Linked DNA regions of Mus musculus: region 2 is linked to region 1. The links are chromatin contacts, called in public Hi-C maps. All regions are on one chromosome and are shown on one strand. The core of a region is the stretch at or near the end of the contact, and the rest is flanking DNA. Distances in the headings are between cores, read along the strand shown.

Region 1 (7,909 bases), core at 1,732-4,231:
TTTAACTTTCATTTACTCATTAGAGACACAGCTTTTTTTTTTTAATCTCGTGACTATCTCAGAGTGATTTAAAAAAATCTCTGTATTGGCCAGGCTCTAGTGTGCTTGATGCATAAACATGAGGACTAGAGTTCAGACCATAGACATTTAAAAAGAGAGAAAGAATAAAAGAAAGAAAAGGCATGGTGGGCACACTTCTGGGAAGGCAGACGCAGGCAGAGAGCTGATCCCTTGAGCTCAGAGCCAGCAAGCTTAAATGAATCTCTGAGCTCTAGACCACTGAGAGAGTGTGTCTCAAAATGATAGTGTATGTGTAAGAATACCTAAGGTGTACCTTACCAGCACATATATTCAGTCACAAATACACACACACACACACACACACAGGTGGTGGTGGCATGTTATTGGAATCTTCAAGTGAAGTGAACATACATTAAAATATGAGAACATGCAGACCTTATTCATAGCCTGGGCTCATATCACATGTTGCTGAGCCATGTTGCGATTATAAAGCTATGAACAATTGCCAAGCTATCCATTGTCTACTTCCTTCATCTGTGACATAGCTAGGACACCTGAACTTTGTGCCAGGGGCTTATAAGAAAAGTGCCCTGCCAATGGAAAGCATACGGAGAGAAATCTGTCTAGTGTGGGTGTGTGTGTATGTGTGTGTGTGCGCGCGCACGTTTGCACAGATATTGCAAGCATATATTTGGTAACACATGCACATGCATTGGGAGGCCATTGTGTTTCATCCCCAGGATCTGCCCACTTTGTTTGAGAGTCAGGGTCTCTCATTTTGACCTGAAACTCCTGAAACTCTCAAGCCTGGCTAGGCTGACTGGTCAGTGAACCCCAGGGATCTCCCTGTCTGTTACTCCCCTGTGCAGAGATGATGATGTTTGCTTCCATGGCTAGGCTTCTTGGTTTTAAACCAGGTTGCTGGGGATAGAGCTCGGGTGCTCACATGTGGGCTACAAACACTTTACCAACTGAGCCAGCCCCAGTCCAAGAAGTCTTTCTGTCATTGCTAAGCCACCAAGAGCATAGCTGGAGAGAGACAGCTGCTCGAGACTTCCTTCTAGGTCAGAAGTTTTCAGGCCATCCTTCTAGCGTCAGTAGGATGAGAGGGCGGGGTGAAGCCTCTGGTCACAAGTGTATCAATTTGACAGAGCTTTTCTCACTTCTATTTTGGAGCTACGTTTGAGGAAAAGTCCCTGGTAAATACATTAATCTTTTTATTGATTAAATTTTATTCTTTGAGAATTTCATACATTTATACAATAAAATATGGTTGCATCCACTCTATTCTTCTCCTTTAACTTCCCCTGGATCTCCCTACACATGTCCACCTCTGCACTTCATGCCTTTTCCTTTGCTTTTGAAAAGCCCACTAAGACCATGTGGTGTTGTCATTTATGTGCATGGGTCTGAGGCCATTCACTGGAGCACAGGAAACCTACAAGTTTCCACAAACCCAAAGTCTCTCTCTCTCTCTCTCTCTCTCTCTCTCTCTCTCTCTCTCTCTCTCTCTCTCTTTCTCTCTCTCTCTCTCTCTCTCTCTCATCCCCCCCCAGGGGGCTGTCAACAATCAATCATTCCTCATTAAGAGATGAAGTCTGGAGAGCACATACCCTATGGGTGAAGTATAGCTGCCTTCATCTTGTGCAGCAATCACAGTAGAGCTGAGTTCATGGAAGCAACAACCATGCCATATCTGCTGGACAGCATTTCCTAACATTCCTCCCCACCACAGGCTCTTGGGTTTTTCTGCTTCCTCTTCAGCATTATTCTTTGAGCCTTGGTGGAAGTTGGAGAAACAGGAGGGAAGTGGTCAGATTTGGGCTGAATACTCATGGCCACTCATTCTTGGCATATGAATCAGTTACAAATCTCTGCATAGACTACTGTCCACTGTAGAAATAATCTTCTCTGATCAAGGCTGAGAGCATCTAAGTTCAATGGGTATAAATATACAATCATCTCAAAAGAAAAGAGAACCCCCAGCTCTTCAACACACCAACAGCTCCACCATCCTGTTGTCATTACACAATCAACCTGAGAGGTTTATTGCCCACCCACTTGCAAGCTGACTGTTATTAGCCAATTAAAGAGGAGACTTGCCATCTTTTATATATCATACTTAATGAATTAGATAATCTCAGCATAGTTACCATGGTACACTATTTATAAAGACCTGAAATTTGCTTCTAATTTTTCAACTGATTAGAGTTTAATTTCTCTTGTAAATTGCCCATAAGTAACAAGTACACCATAGCAGGGCATCCAGGTTTACAGCAAAATAAAATTTATAGGATTGAGCTTCTTCAGTTCTGAAGCTAAACACAGTACACAGGTTTTCCTTGTCAGTAAATCTCTCTCTCTCTCTCTCTCTCTCTCTCTCTCTCTCTGTGTGTGTGTGTGTGTGTGTGTGTGTGTGTGTGTGTGTGTGTGTGTGTTTAAAGCAGAGTCTCACAGAGTCAAGGCTGGTCTCAAATTTATTATATAGCAAATGATGGCTTTGAACTTCATATGCTACTGCCTATCCCCTCCAAGTCCTGAGATTACAAGCTTGCACCACCAACCCTGGCTTTATGCTGTGATGAGGATCAAAACCAGGACCTCAAGGGTGATGGGTAAACGCTCATCTCACTGTGAAACTCCCCTGGCTGTGCACCACTGTGTTCTCCAGACTCATTTGAACAAGAAAGGCACAGATGACTTGACATATAGAAATAGAAAAACACAGCCACAGTGACAGAGAAATAGTGGTTCTTCCTTTAAATACAGTATGTTCCCTCTCTGCCTTCATTGTGTCTCTTTTGACTATAAAGGCACTCCGATAAAAATAAAGAGGAGACCTTCTACCTGAGTACATTTGAGTGATGTATTTTTCTCTCAATACCTTTAAATAAACCAGATCATATTATGTTTTTCTCATCTACCCCTCTGCCTCTACCACCCTCTGTCTCAGATGTACGTACCTCATTACAACACACGTCACTCATTTTTAGTCTCTGACTTGCCAGCATCCCACACAGACCTGCTGTTCCATCTCTACATGTTAATTCCCATAAATAACTGATATCCAAATTAGAGTCTTGGCGATACACTAGGAAAACTTCTGTTGAGAATCCTGAAACTCAACGGTTATTTAAGGCACTGGAGGTTGTTAGAGATTTGTTGAATTCTTTCTTGAGATTTCAACAAGACACACATTACAGAAGGTTCATACTGTCCATTGTGAAAATGTCGTCACATATAAAGTACCACAAAAGTAGCTAGAGAAGATTCCACAGCAACTCCTAAGTAATGCATATGTCCATAAGCTGCTTACACAGATACAGGATAAATTATATACCAAACACATATGTGGCTCACTGGATATTGAGAGATATAGAGCACTTTAAGGGTTTTAGATTAAGATAGATTAAGATGTTCATTCACTACACACAGAGAGAGAGAGAGAGAGAGAGAGAGAGAGAGACAGACAGACAGACAGACAGACACACACACACACACACACACACACACACACACACACACACACCTTGACAATAAGTACCCACACTATGCTCTCAAGTTACTCCAAGGTCCAAAACAAATACACTGCTGCTTCAATTTGCTGAAATAACCTGGGAAGTATATGTCTAAATTTTCTAGTTCATGAAATGTGAATTGAGGATGAATTGATTTGTCTTCTTTATTCTTTAGAAGGGATCTAGCCAGAGGAAGTTTCAGCCTAGCACACAAGGGAAACACTATTGAGAGAATGAATGACCTGTCCATGCTGGAGGCACAGGTTAAACTAGTCAAGATCAATAGTTAGCTACCGCTACCTGCACCCTTTTTGTCAGCTCTATCTTCCACAAAAATTCTGGCTTTTCAGAACTATTTTCAGGGCACCAGAGAAGGCCAAAAATATTCTTATTGGAGAATGTTAACTTGTTTCTGTAGAAATTTTGCCAGACAGTGATGGTACACACCTTTAATCCGAGCACTTGAGAGGCAGAAGCAGGCAGATTTCTGAGGTTGAGGCCAGCCTGGGCTGCAGAATGAGTTCCAGGACAGCCAGGGCTATACAGAGAAGCCCTGTCTCAAAATATATATATATATATATATATATAGATAGATAGATAGATAGATAGATATAGATATAGATATAGATATAGATATATAGATATAGATATATAGATAGATAGAAAGATAGAGAGAGAGAGAGAGAGAGAGAGAGAGAGAGAGAGAGAGAAAACCTTCTATTCTTAGTCAAGATTTCTCATCTTTGTCATTCTAGGAGAAAAAGAGCCACAGATGATACACAAATAGGTTTTACAAAAGTTAGTAAGTCGTGGGTCTTATTTGTTCTGTGATGCGTAGTGTGCAAGCCCCTAGAACTAATAGAAGGCAGGAATCCAGTTAAGTATTTCCCATGCCCCAGTGGATGACCCCAGGGCCCAGTGAATGCTACCATGCTCTCATGGATAACTCCATGCCCCAGTGAGATAACCCCATATCCGTGCATTTAAATGAAGCACTGGCTAACTGATTGGACTCAGTGAGTTTAAAAATGTGTTCATCAATTAGAATTTATAAAATGAAAACATGAAGTTGGTTCCAGGGTAAATGGAATGGAGCAAGTGAGGGATGGATATTTATACAAGTATGAACTTGAAAGAAATAAAAAAAAAAAATAAAAATGAGGGCTAACACCTGAATTGTCACTTATACCTGCTAGGAGAGGGAAAGAGGGGGAAAGTCAGTTTTTTTGTTTTTTGTTTTCCTAATGGAGTGCCACTAGGTATATCAACCATTTGAGGGCAGGTCTTGTGTTCAGGAGAGGTTAACAGATATATGGTGGATTCCACAGCTTTTATGTGCTTCTGTTTGTATGTGGTTTAGTTGGGCTTTGAGGAGGTTGTTTTCTTGGTTGGGGGCAAGTTGTTATGTTGGGGTTTTGTTCTTTCAGATCTTGAAGTCTAGTAGGTGGGCAAAGGGAGATCTGGGGAGACTTGGGGAGGAGAAGAATGTGATCAAGATATATTTAGATGTAGAAGGTATTTTGAAGAGTGAAAAATAAAATAAAATGCTATAGAATAAAAAAAGAAATCAGGACAATTCAAAAATGATGAGAAATAGGAAGTATTGAATAGAGTCTTCTTGATTTAAATTACTAATAGTAGTTTAAATGTATATTCATGCTTACTAAAATTTATAATCACCTACTTACATCTATTCCTGTAGCTGTACTTCACATTAACAAAAAGTCACATAAAAAGAATTTAATAAAAATTAAAAATGAGAAAGAATACATAAATAAAAATTTAATATTGGAAAACAAATCTTCCCCATAACAACTGACACTTCTAAAATTTGTCAAGGGAGGCTATGAAAAATAATGGTTCTCTCGGTGTAAAGTGTGAAATGTTGTCAAGGTCTTTGCCTGAGTTGTAATTAAGATGACTTATTAACCGAAGATTAAAAGGGACCTATTGTCCTAGGTATTCTAAACTCATATTACAGTCATTCAAATGAATTGCCTGCCTGTTCACATTTTGTCTTAAGCATGGCAAACCTTGACATAATGGTCCAACTAGGACTCGAATCAACTTAATTAAGCAAGAGCAGCATGGAAACATGTACACTCTTAGTTAAATTAATTTCTCTTTTGTAAGGAGTCATGAGAAGAATATGCATTAGCATATGAACCATGAAAATATATCCATTCACTCCCCAAATGGGATATAGTCACCAATATCCTTCTACAAAATGAAGTGCTTACTTAATAACTAGAAACAACACACATCCACTCTCAAGGAAACTTCACAAATGCTTCCCAGGGGCACATCTCAATGGAGTCATACAGAGATGTGGAAACCATAGCTGTAAATCAGATGATTCTGCTAAATAAAAAAAAAAATGTGCACGAATCCTCCTAATGCCTGATAGACAGTTATAGAATTCTTCATGATGAAATATAGACCTCAGGCCTGATTACCCCTATTCAGGACTTCACTTGGAAAAGTCACTTTAAGCTCTGAGTTTTATTTGTAATGTGTATAGTGTTTTATAATCGGATAACATGCCAGATTTCACACTACATGGGAGGCAATAGCAAGCAGTAAGCTGAGGTTCAATCCTTGGTTTGCTAATTTGGTGACCATCAGTAAGTCATTTAACTTACATAATCTACAAACTGAAGAACATTGTGTGTGTGTGTGTGTGTGTGTGTGTGTGTGTGTGTGTGTTTAAGAATAATGAAGATTTCAATCCCCTAATTGGAAAAAAAGCAAAAAGAAAAAATCAACTTCTTAGCTGTATATGCCCATTGTATAAGTAAAGAATTAATTTTAATATTTAGTAGACATTCCAAATGAAAGTGTCCATATGTTAAATCTTACAAAATTGGCTAGGGAGATGGCTCATTCAGCAGTGTGTCTGCCAATCAAACATGAAGCTCTGAATTGGGATCCTTATTTTTCATATTAAAAAGCTGAGTATAACATCATGTACCCGTAAATCCAGGAATGGGGGCAAAAGTCACAGAGACAAGCAAGTCACTAAAGCTCAACCTCAAATTGATGAGATTCAGGTTTAGTGAGAGACCCTATTTCAGAAAGCAAAGGTGCATGGAGTCCAAGAAAGAGCTAATGTCAGCCTCTGGCCTCCCATGCATATCCACACATGTGTATGTGCACACATCCCTACTAACAAGTACACATGCATATGTACAAATCCCACAAAATCAAAAGCTGGGTTCATATCATCTAGGCTCAGTAAAATAGCTTCTTCTAAAAGATGATTTGTGGAGAAAGCAGAGATGTCTCCATATCAGTATTCAGCCCTTACATCCACAGCTTTACTTCCAGAAGCTCTGATGATGTCTTCTAACATCCATGGGTACCAGGTACACATGCAGTACACATGCAGACAAAATACTCATACTCATAAAATAAAACAAATATTAAAATGATAATTCATGGATAGACAGAAGACAAACAAAAATATGATATGTTTATCATATCGTAATAAACGAAAAATGATGCATAGGTAAATAGATGGTAGATATATAAATAAATAGATAGCAAGACAGATAATGTAGAGATCAATAAATGATAGAGGAATAAAGGAATGATAGATAATCTAGTGGAAAGATAGAAGAAATGAAAATGATATATAAATAGATACATACTTGCAAAAAATGTTATGTAATACATAGGTAGCTGATAAATAAATAGTACATAGATGATACATAAATAGGGAGATTGATAGTCAAATAGATGGTCACATGATTGATAAACAGAAAATGAAAAGTAAATTTACAGATATAAATGTTAAATCATTCAAATGTATTTATAATGAGGCTTCTTATCACATTTTACCCTTTCTTATCTTGTTAATAATTAATGAGACACTCTCAAGTTAACTCATCCACCTAACAGTGAAGGAAGATGCAGCCTGACTCCATAGTGTTTTCATTTATCTTAAAGACAACTGGACTTTCCAAAAAAGAAAATCCCACAACCCAAACAAGGGGAAGGTGTGAAGGAAAGTGAGCCTAAAGGGCTTCATGAGCATCTCTGATCTCAGGAAGTAGATACAAGTGCAAGGGCAGGAAGAAGAGGAGAAAATGCAAACATCACAGCAGGCAAAGGCAAACTGCAGGTGGTGTATCCTAAAACACAGCCTGAGCCTGTATGGGCCAGAGAGACCCTCCATGAGAGAAAATTAGAAAGGAAAGACAGAGTAAGAGAAAGGAATATAAAAAGAGGGAGAAAAGAGAGACATGTCATATTCACTAGAGTTCTACATTTGATTTGTTATCTTCTTCAGTCTGTAAGAATTTATAAAGAACTTGTCTAAAACTTTCTTCTGCTTCTCATAGCTTGGACTTCTCACTTGGGGAATCTCA
Region 2 (7,909 bases), core at 4,039-6,538, 400 kb after region 1:
CTCCTGGGCCTGTGGGCAACTTCAGGGCTGCATCCCTGCAACTCCTTGTTCAGTTTGTAGATGGCTACATAGAAAAGTCTCCGAGGCAAGGGTTACTTATTTCATAACCTTGGAGAAGGGCACTAGAAACCAAGCCTTCTCAATGCATCAGCCTCCTGGGTCTTCTGGGTCTCCTCTGTCCCACACCTGCAAGGAGAAAATGTTTCAATTTGAGGAAAATCATTAATGCAACCAAACCCATCTGAGTATCCAGGTATCGAGTCAGGGGGTCCCAAAACTCCCTCTCTGGTTTCCAGAATTTGCTAGAAAAGCTGAGAAAACTTAAGAAAATACTTTCCTGGCTTCTTATGAAAATTACAACTCAGAAAGAGCCATGTGGACAAACCTGTTTGTATCTAACACATTATACTACATAGATCCCATCCCCATCTAGTCAAACAACTTCAGATGATGGAAGAAGAAAAGCTGTCCAGTCTATTTAACAAGGACTTAAAACTCTGAACTAGGCAAGAATAACACACACACAAAAAAAAAATTGTGTAGGTGAATTTCAACACATAGATGGAAGAACTTAAAATAAAATCTTGTATGAATTGCATAAGGAAAAAGCTCAAGGTCGAGAATATCCAAGAAAAGCAGGTGTGGGGGCACACACCTGGGATCTAGCACTGGAGAGGTGTGGGGAGTGTTTAAGGCAAAGGGTCACAAGTTCAAGACCAGCCTTGGCTGCACTACAGGACTGTCTCAAAAAATAAGGGGCAAAATAAAGAAACAAATCAAAATAGTATCCATGGGAAAGGGAGAGATGTTTTCTCCCACTCTCTTTCAGAGATTCTTCTTTTGGTGATGTAGCTGCTGGCAAGAGGCTCATGTCCTCGGTCATGCTTCTGTGACCCTCATGAGACTCACTGGATCATAAAGGGATCATCAAAGCAAAAGGGATTAGTTAGCCAGTTAGGAAAAAAGGGCTCAGAAGGAGTGAGGGCATGGGAGAGTGGTAAGGACAAATATGACCAAAACACGCTATGAAACATGCGCGAAAATGCCAAAATGGAACCTAGTATCATATATAATTAATATCTTCTAATAAAAATATTTTCCAGCAATATCCAAGATAATTTGAAAGAAACGAGAGATCGTAACTTGCTCTATCAAATTTTAAAGCTTATTTCAGGAAGAGTAACTGGGGTGAAAATGATCAAAATACATCATATGCGCGTATGAAATTTTGGAGGGATACAAAGGTTAAGTTTTAGAAGCTCACTGAAGGGCGTGGGGATGGGATTGAGAGACACTGGGGCAAGAAGAGGCCAGCAACAGGCTGGACAGATGCTGCAGACTCTCAGGCAACATCACACATCCAAGCATCAGGCATCGGCCCATCGCTTTGATAGTGAAAAAGCCTTGCCTGCCCATCTTTTTAACTAGATCACATTCCTGATTGATTCCTACCCAAAAATAGACACTAAATTGTCTAAGAGGGGGTAAATATGGAAAACAGAGCTTTAAAATCACGTGAGAAAATATTACTTTGTCGAAGGCTCTCTTAAGTGGTATATTAAAAAAAAAATTGAGACAAGTTTTGATAATTTGCCCAGGCTGTTTTGGACCTGTAGTCCTGGAAGACCCTAGACTTTGGAATTACAAGTATGACTACCATCACTTGTCCAGCTTAGACAAGTGTGGTGTGCTTGGCTTGCAGGAACTGGTGTATGGTATACATATATGGATTCATGTCCGCATGGCAGCTGGCAGTCTGCCTCTATTGATCTCTGCCTCATTTTTTTGAAACAGAGTTGCGCATTGAACCTGGAGTTACCTCCTTGTATCACTGGCTAGCCAGTGAGCTTCAAGGCTCTATCCTGTGAGCAGGGTGGATGCAGACACATGCCATCCTGTTCAGCTTTAGATGTGAGTGCTGGAAATGCAAACCTCTGTCCTCCTGTTTGCTCAGCATTTTACCAGCTGCCCCATCTCCCCAGCTCTGTTAAAAAATATATCCTTAAACAAAAGGCTAAAAGCCACAAGCAAACCAGTTCAAGTAAATATTGATAAACGTTACTACCCTGAAATGCAAAGCATAAGCCATCACATAAAATTTAAAAATACCTCCAGCCTGCAAGAAGATATCTGTGGTGATAAAGATAACAAAAACATAGATGTGGGAAATATAAAATACCAAAAACTTGGCTTTGAAAAAAAATCTAGCAGAAAAATAATATATATATATATATATATATATATATATATATATATATATATATATATATAAAGAGGGGGGGGGGAATCACATTCCAGGACCAGAAAGATGGATTATCAGGTTTCAATTTCTTGTTGCACACTTTTGATGAGCAGAAATCAGAGCTCAGCACCTGACCTAACCAGCTGGGTATTCCAGGCATGCCTGTAATTGCATGTGGGCAGAGACTGGAGGATCACTCTGGATGGTTGGTTTCCAACCTGGCTGGGAAAGCAAGAGCCCCAGTCCGAAAGAGAGACCCTGCCCCAGAGGCAGAGGGTGCTAGAGAAGGACCAGCCTCTAGACTCCACAATCACACAGAACCACGTACTGGCACATACATGTGAGATTAGACTCACACAGACACAGAAACAGACAGATGATAACTAACTAATTTTTAAATTATACATGAGGAAATAAGAATGGCTGTTAAACCTATGAATCAGCTTTTGCTCTTCTCAGTCACGGGACAAGTACAAATGACAATAGTACATCCACATGTCAGACTGATGGGAGTTTCTGTTGGTGACTCCAGGCATCAGTGAGAATATGGACCAACAGCTTAAACACTGCAGGCGGGACAGCGGGTTTGAACAAGCACTTTGGAAGGTGATTTATTGGCATCCGTGAAGCCGAGTGTGAGTACAGCCACCACCCAGCAGAGGCACTTCTAGATAAACACCCTCATTTGTTAAGCAGGCCAGTTTAGCTCTCTTCTGCTATCCTCTCTGGGCCCTTCTAGAAAAGGCAAAGGGAACGTCAGCTTCTTAAATCAAAACTACACCCTGTTGGCCCTTCTAGGAAAGGCAAAGAAAACCCCAGGTTGTTAAATCCAAAGTACATTGAGGTAGGTCACAGTATTTCTTATATAAATGGAAAAACAACTTCCCCAGAATTGTGTCATTGACTTACAGGAGAAGTAATTGTGTCTTAAAATAGCATTGCAACAGTCATTTACTAACATTGTAACAACCATTTTCTAAGCAAACACAAATTTCATTGTAGTAGGAACATACTGTTAGGGCCAGCAAGGTGGCTCAGTGGGTAAAGGCACTAGCAACCAAATCTGATGACTTAAATTCAATTCCCGGGACCTCCTGCAAGGTATGCTGCTGTGCATGTGCACACACACACACACACACACACACACACACACACACACACACAATGTGAAAATAAAAGAAAAGCCATATTGTCAATAATATATATATATATATATATATATATATATATATATATATATATATATATATATGTCATCTTTGAATTCTACTATATTTACAAAAGTGTTCCAAATCCTTAATAGGGTCTGCAAGATCATATCTCTCCAGCCTCATGTTGGCCCACTGTCCTGCAGCTCTCTCCGTTCTGGCCTTAAGGAGCATCACCAAACTCCCTGTCCTGCAAACTCTCCTGGGCAGCTTTCTTCTGCTGGACAGCTCTCTCTCAGCCTCTGTCCTGCTAATTCTCCCTCTGCTGGACAGCTCTCCCTCAGCCTCTGTCTTGGCCAACTCATCACCCACTTGCAAGTAGCATTTCCTGGCAAACCGTAAGTACTTGATAAATATGTTTTGTCCCATACAGACTGCTGAAATCCTCGGACGAGCTGTCCTTTTGGCCTCCTTGACTTCGGGAGGTGAATGTACTAGGATAATGTGCAGAAGCTGACTACAAACAAGTCACTGCACACTTTCCCAAGGGGACTGGCAATGGGAAGGCAGAGCTCCGGCTGCTATCAAGATGCCAGTAGGAACAGGCGTGGGATCAATATTGTGTGCCACCTCTGAACAAATGTTCATCACCCAAAAGCATGAGATGAATGGGAACATGTGTGCTGCCAAGGCGAGAGAGGCACAGGGTGCTCCTCTTACAACAGGAGTCCTTGGCTTAGCTCTGCAGCCAATAGCAAATGTGATATATATATATATATATATATATATATATATATGTATTTAAAAAAAAAGATCCACAAGCAAAAAACAAAGCAGACATCATTTGAATCATCTTTAGGGACTTGGTTGCCAGGTGCTAACATGGCACAGTCGGAATGTCTGGGCAAAGTGCCTAAGAGGCTGAGACAGTCTCACGCCTCTGAGACCAGCTCACCTTTGCGTTCCTCACTGACTGCTTTGCCAAGACCAGAGTCCTGATGCTCAGGACAATGTCACTGTGTGTGCTTGTCAGCCTGCTGCTCCTGGCAAACTGCAAAGGGCTTGCGCCAGAGAGCATTTTGGGCTGCTTCTCTGTCCTTTGCTCCACGGCTCTTTAGAAGCCAGGATCTAAGGACCCAGCTGGGTTTACGGTGACAGGTAAAAGATAAGCCGTTCCAGTGAACCAGACCCATGTCCCCTGGGTGGCTGGGACAAGCTTCAGTGATCTGCATGTTTCACTGTGGCATGTCAGGCCTCCTCAAAGAAGGCTTCATGCAGCCTGGGCATCAAGAACTGACACCTCCAGAGATAACTGATTTTGGATGAGGCTGGCTACATGGAAATTTGGTACATGTGCCTGCAGACAAAATATATGGTGCCTAAATTGGCCATTGTTCCATTCTGAAAGCAGAAGCTTGCTTGAGCTACTTAATACTGATTGCCAACTACACAGGATCTAGAATCACCTAGAAGAAAACACTGGACAGGTCCGTGGCGGGAATTTTCTAGATTATGTTAACTGAGGTAGGAAGACCCGCACTACATTCAGACAACACCATCGCATGAGCTCAGATCCCTGACTGCATAAAAAGACACCAGCATTCACCACCTGCTTGCTGACGGCAAATGTAGTGTGGTCTTGTACCTTGGCATTCTCACCCACCGTGATGCTTCCCCACATGATAGACTGTACCCTGAACCAGGAACCAAAACAAATCCTTCCTGGCTGAGGTCACTTCTGTAGGTATTTTGTCACAGCGATGAGAAGAGTAACTAACATACATCTCAGCCTGTGACCAGAGCCTTAGGACATGGTAGAGTGTTTGGAAGACTCCAGTCCTGCAGCAGGATTAGCATCCACCCATAGGTCCAGCACATTAGAAGCAATGGCATACCCATTACTGTGTGCCCCAGCTCGGAATTGCAGCACATATTAGAAAGGGTAGGGCTGAACGACAGGTACCAGGGGTATCTCGTTATTTGAATTTATCTATTTCAAAAATCTTCCAGGTTCTAACCCTGGATGGGACTTCATCCAGTGCTTCTTGATGCTGCTCACAAAGAAGTCTTGTTAGAGTCTGTGGCCGGCTCTGCCACTGAGCATCTGGGACAGACCGCTATATTGTCGGAACCAGGCTGGAGGTCTGAGTTGTTTTAAAGAAGCAGGCAAGAACTGAAGCGCGATGCTACTGATTTCTTTATTACCAGGCTTCAGCTCCCATGGAAAAAGAAAAAAAAAGAAAAAAAAACTGCTGCCTGCCATTTCCAAGTGCAGTGGAGTTAAACAGGTCTAGAAATGGATTCAGCAAAATGAGAAAGTTCTTACAGAGCAGAGAAGTCCAAAGGCAGGGTCAATGGTGCCCCCATGTGGGCAAATGATGTAAAGACAACAAACTGCCTTGAATGACCCAGCTGAGAATACATTCTTTAGTAGAGAAGAGGTGAGATTCACTCCTACCCCTCCACAGACCAAGACACCTAGGAAGCCAAATGCTACAAGAAGCGCTGTGTACAAAGGACAATGATTCATTTTATCATATGCAAATCCACATTTACTTCAATTTTGTGACCATTGTAATATATATACTGCACTAATAACACACACACATACTGCTCATGCAAGTAATTATACTAATTATACTATTATAATTATACTCTGTTGGTCACAAAAAAAGCAAAAGAAACAAAAGGCCATGAAAATAGGAGGGGGTTCGGGAAGAAGAGTTTCAGCAGATGTGGAAAGGGAGTAAAGAGAGTGAGAGAGGATTTAAAATCTCTCGCGCATACACTCACACACACACACACACATTTGTGTGTGTGTGTGTGTGAGTGTATGTGTATGAAATGATCAAAGAATAAGACTTTTTAATCAAATGAACATGCTGGTCACTCACAGATGCGCATTCACACCCATCAGCAAGTTCTCCCTCCACCTGGCCCATCTTGTCACGATCCAGGAATCAGGGAAATGCTCATCTTCCTTGCCGCTGAAGGTGCCTGTCGCCATTTCTAGAAAGCAAATAGATTTACACAATGTTGCCTTCATGTAGCCTTTCCACCAATCAGAACTATAGCGACCAAGGTCTGCATTGTTGTGCATTAGCTGTTTTGCCTACTACAATGTTCACTCCTTCATACACCAATGATGTTTCTATTGTTTTCCATTGTCTAAAGTGAAGCTGCCATTAATGGTCTTGTAAAATGCTTGGGTAAATGCAGCCATATTGTATGCTTAATTTTTAAGTAAAGCATATGTTTACCTTTTTTTTTTTCGAAGTATCTAGGCTGATAAGACTAAGCAGGTGAACCCCTGCTATGGAAGGCTGAGCACCTGTGTTCTACTCCCTAGGGCCCACATAGAGGGAGAGGGAGAGAACTGACTCCATGAGATTGTTCTCTGACCTCCACATGCACACATATCCACATCATGCACACACATGCACATCATGCACACACATACACATCATGCACACACATGCACATCATGCACACACACATGCACATCATGCACACATGTACACATCATGGACACATGCACATCATGCACACACATGCACATCATGCACACACATGCATATCATGCACACGCATGAACATCGTGCACACACATGCACATCGTGCACACACATGCACATGATGCACACACACACACATCATGGACACACACACATCATGCACACACATGCACATCATGCACACACACACACGCACATCGTGCACACACACACATCGTGCACACACATACACATCGTGCACATTCACATCATGCACACACACACATCATGCACACACATGCACATCATACACACACACACACACGCACATCGCGCACACACACACACATCGTGCACACACATACACATCGTGCACATTCACATCATGCACACACACACACACACACATTATGCACACACAATGGTAGTAATTTTTAATCATATTATATTTTATTGCTTGCTTTAAGTGTCTGGGTGTGAGTGTGTGAGGCATGCACACCATGGTACGTACGGAGGTCAGAGGACAGGTTTCAGTCATTGGCTCTCTCCTTCTACCATGTACCAAACTCTGCCCCTCAGACTCGGAGGTGGTACTCACTGAGCCACCTCAGCACCATTTTCCCTTTGAGACAGGGTTTCATTGTATAGCCCAGGCTGGCCTGGAGCTCACCTTGTAGACCAGGCTGGCCTTGAATTCACAGAGATCCACCTACCTCTGCCTCCCAAGCACTTAGATGAAAGACATGTGCCGCCATCTTGGTTTTATCATTATTGTTATTGTCATTAAGATATCTAAACTTGAAGACTTTTCTACAAAACCAAACAACTTATTTTTTTAAAACACAAACAGAAGAAAATATAACATCTAATTATTGAAAATCCTACATTTTCTGTCACTTCGCAAGACAAAGGTAAACTTTAAAAAGCAAAGGTCGTTGGACTCCATGCCTCTCTATATCTCTCCTGGGTACCCCTTAATTTCACTGAGCCCAAAGGCAAAACCATCCCCAGGAAAGGCTGACAGT

The links. Hi-C and Micro-C count contacts between places; a contact is called where the count stands out from the background.
Region 2: a contact with region 1 is called in a Hi-C map of cortical neurons, with 4 times the contacts expected there. The contact joins two enhancer-like sites. A contact is called at or near these places in 1 of 39 promoter capture datasets (hippocampal neurons), 1 of 484 Hi-C or Micro-C datasets (cortical neurons) and 1 of 115 datasets of contacts at active chromatin or transcription factors (neural progenitor cells).

Annotation. Positions count from the first base shown.
Region 1 is chr6:81,410,775-81,418,683 of GRCm38.p6, forward strand. No RefSeq gene overlaps it. Among named protein-coding and RNA genes, the nearest start is that of Gm38838, 32 kb to the right of the region's middle. Within about 2 kb of position 2,982, at least 13 of the 459 cell types and tissues checked have an H3K27ac peak or open chromatin away from gene starts, as enhancers often do. A contact at or near this core is called in cortical neurons, where this site is marked.
Region 2 is chr6:81,811,748-81,819,656 of GRCm38.p6, forward strand. No RefSeq gene overlaps it. Among named protein-coding and RNA genes, the nearest start is that of Mir7232, 80 kb to the right of the region's middle. Within about 2 kb of position 5,289, at least 7 of the 459 cell types and tissues checked have an H3K27ac peak or open chromatin away from gene starts, as enhancers often do. A contact at or near this core is called in cortical neurons, where this site is marked.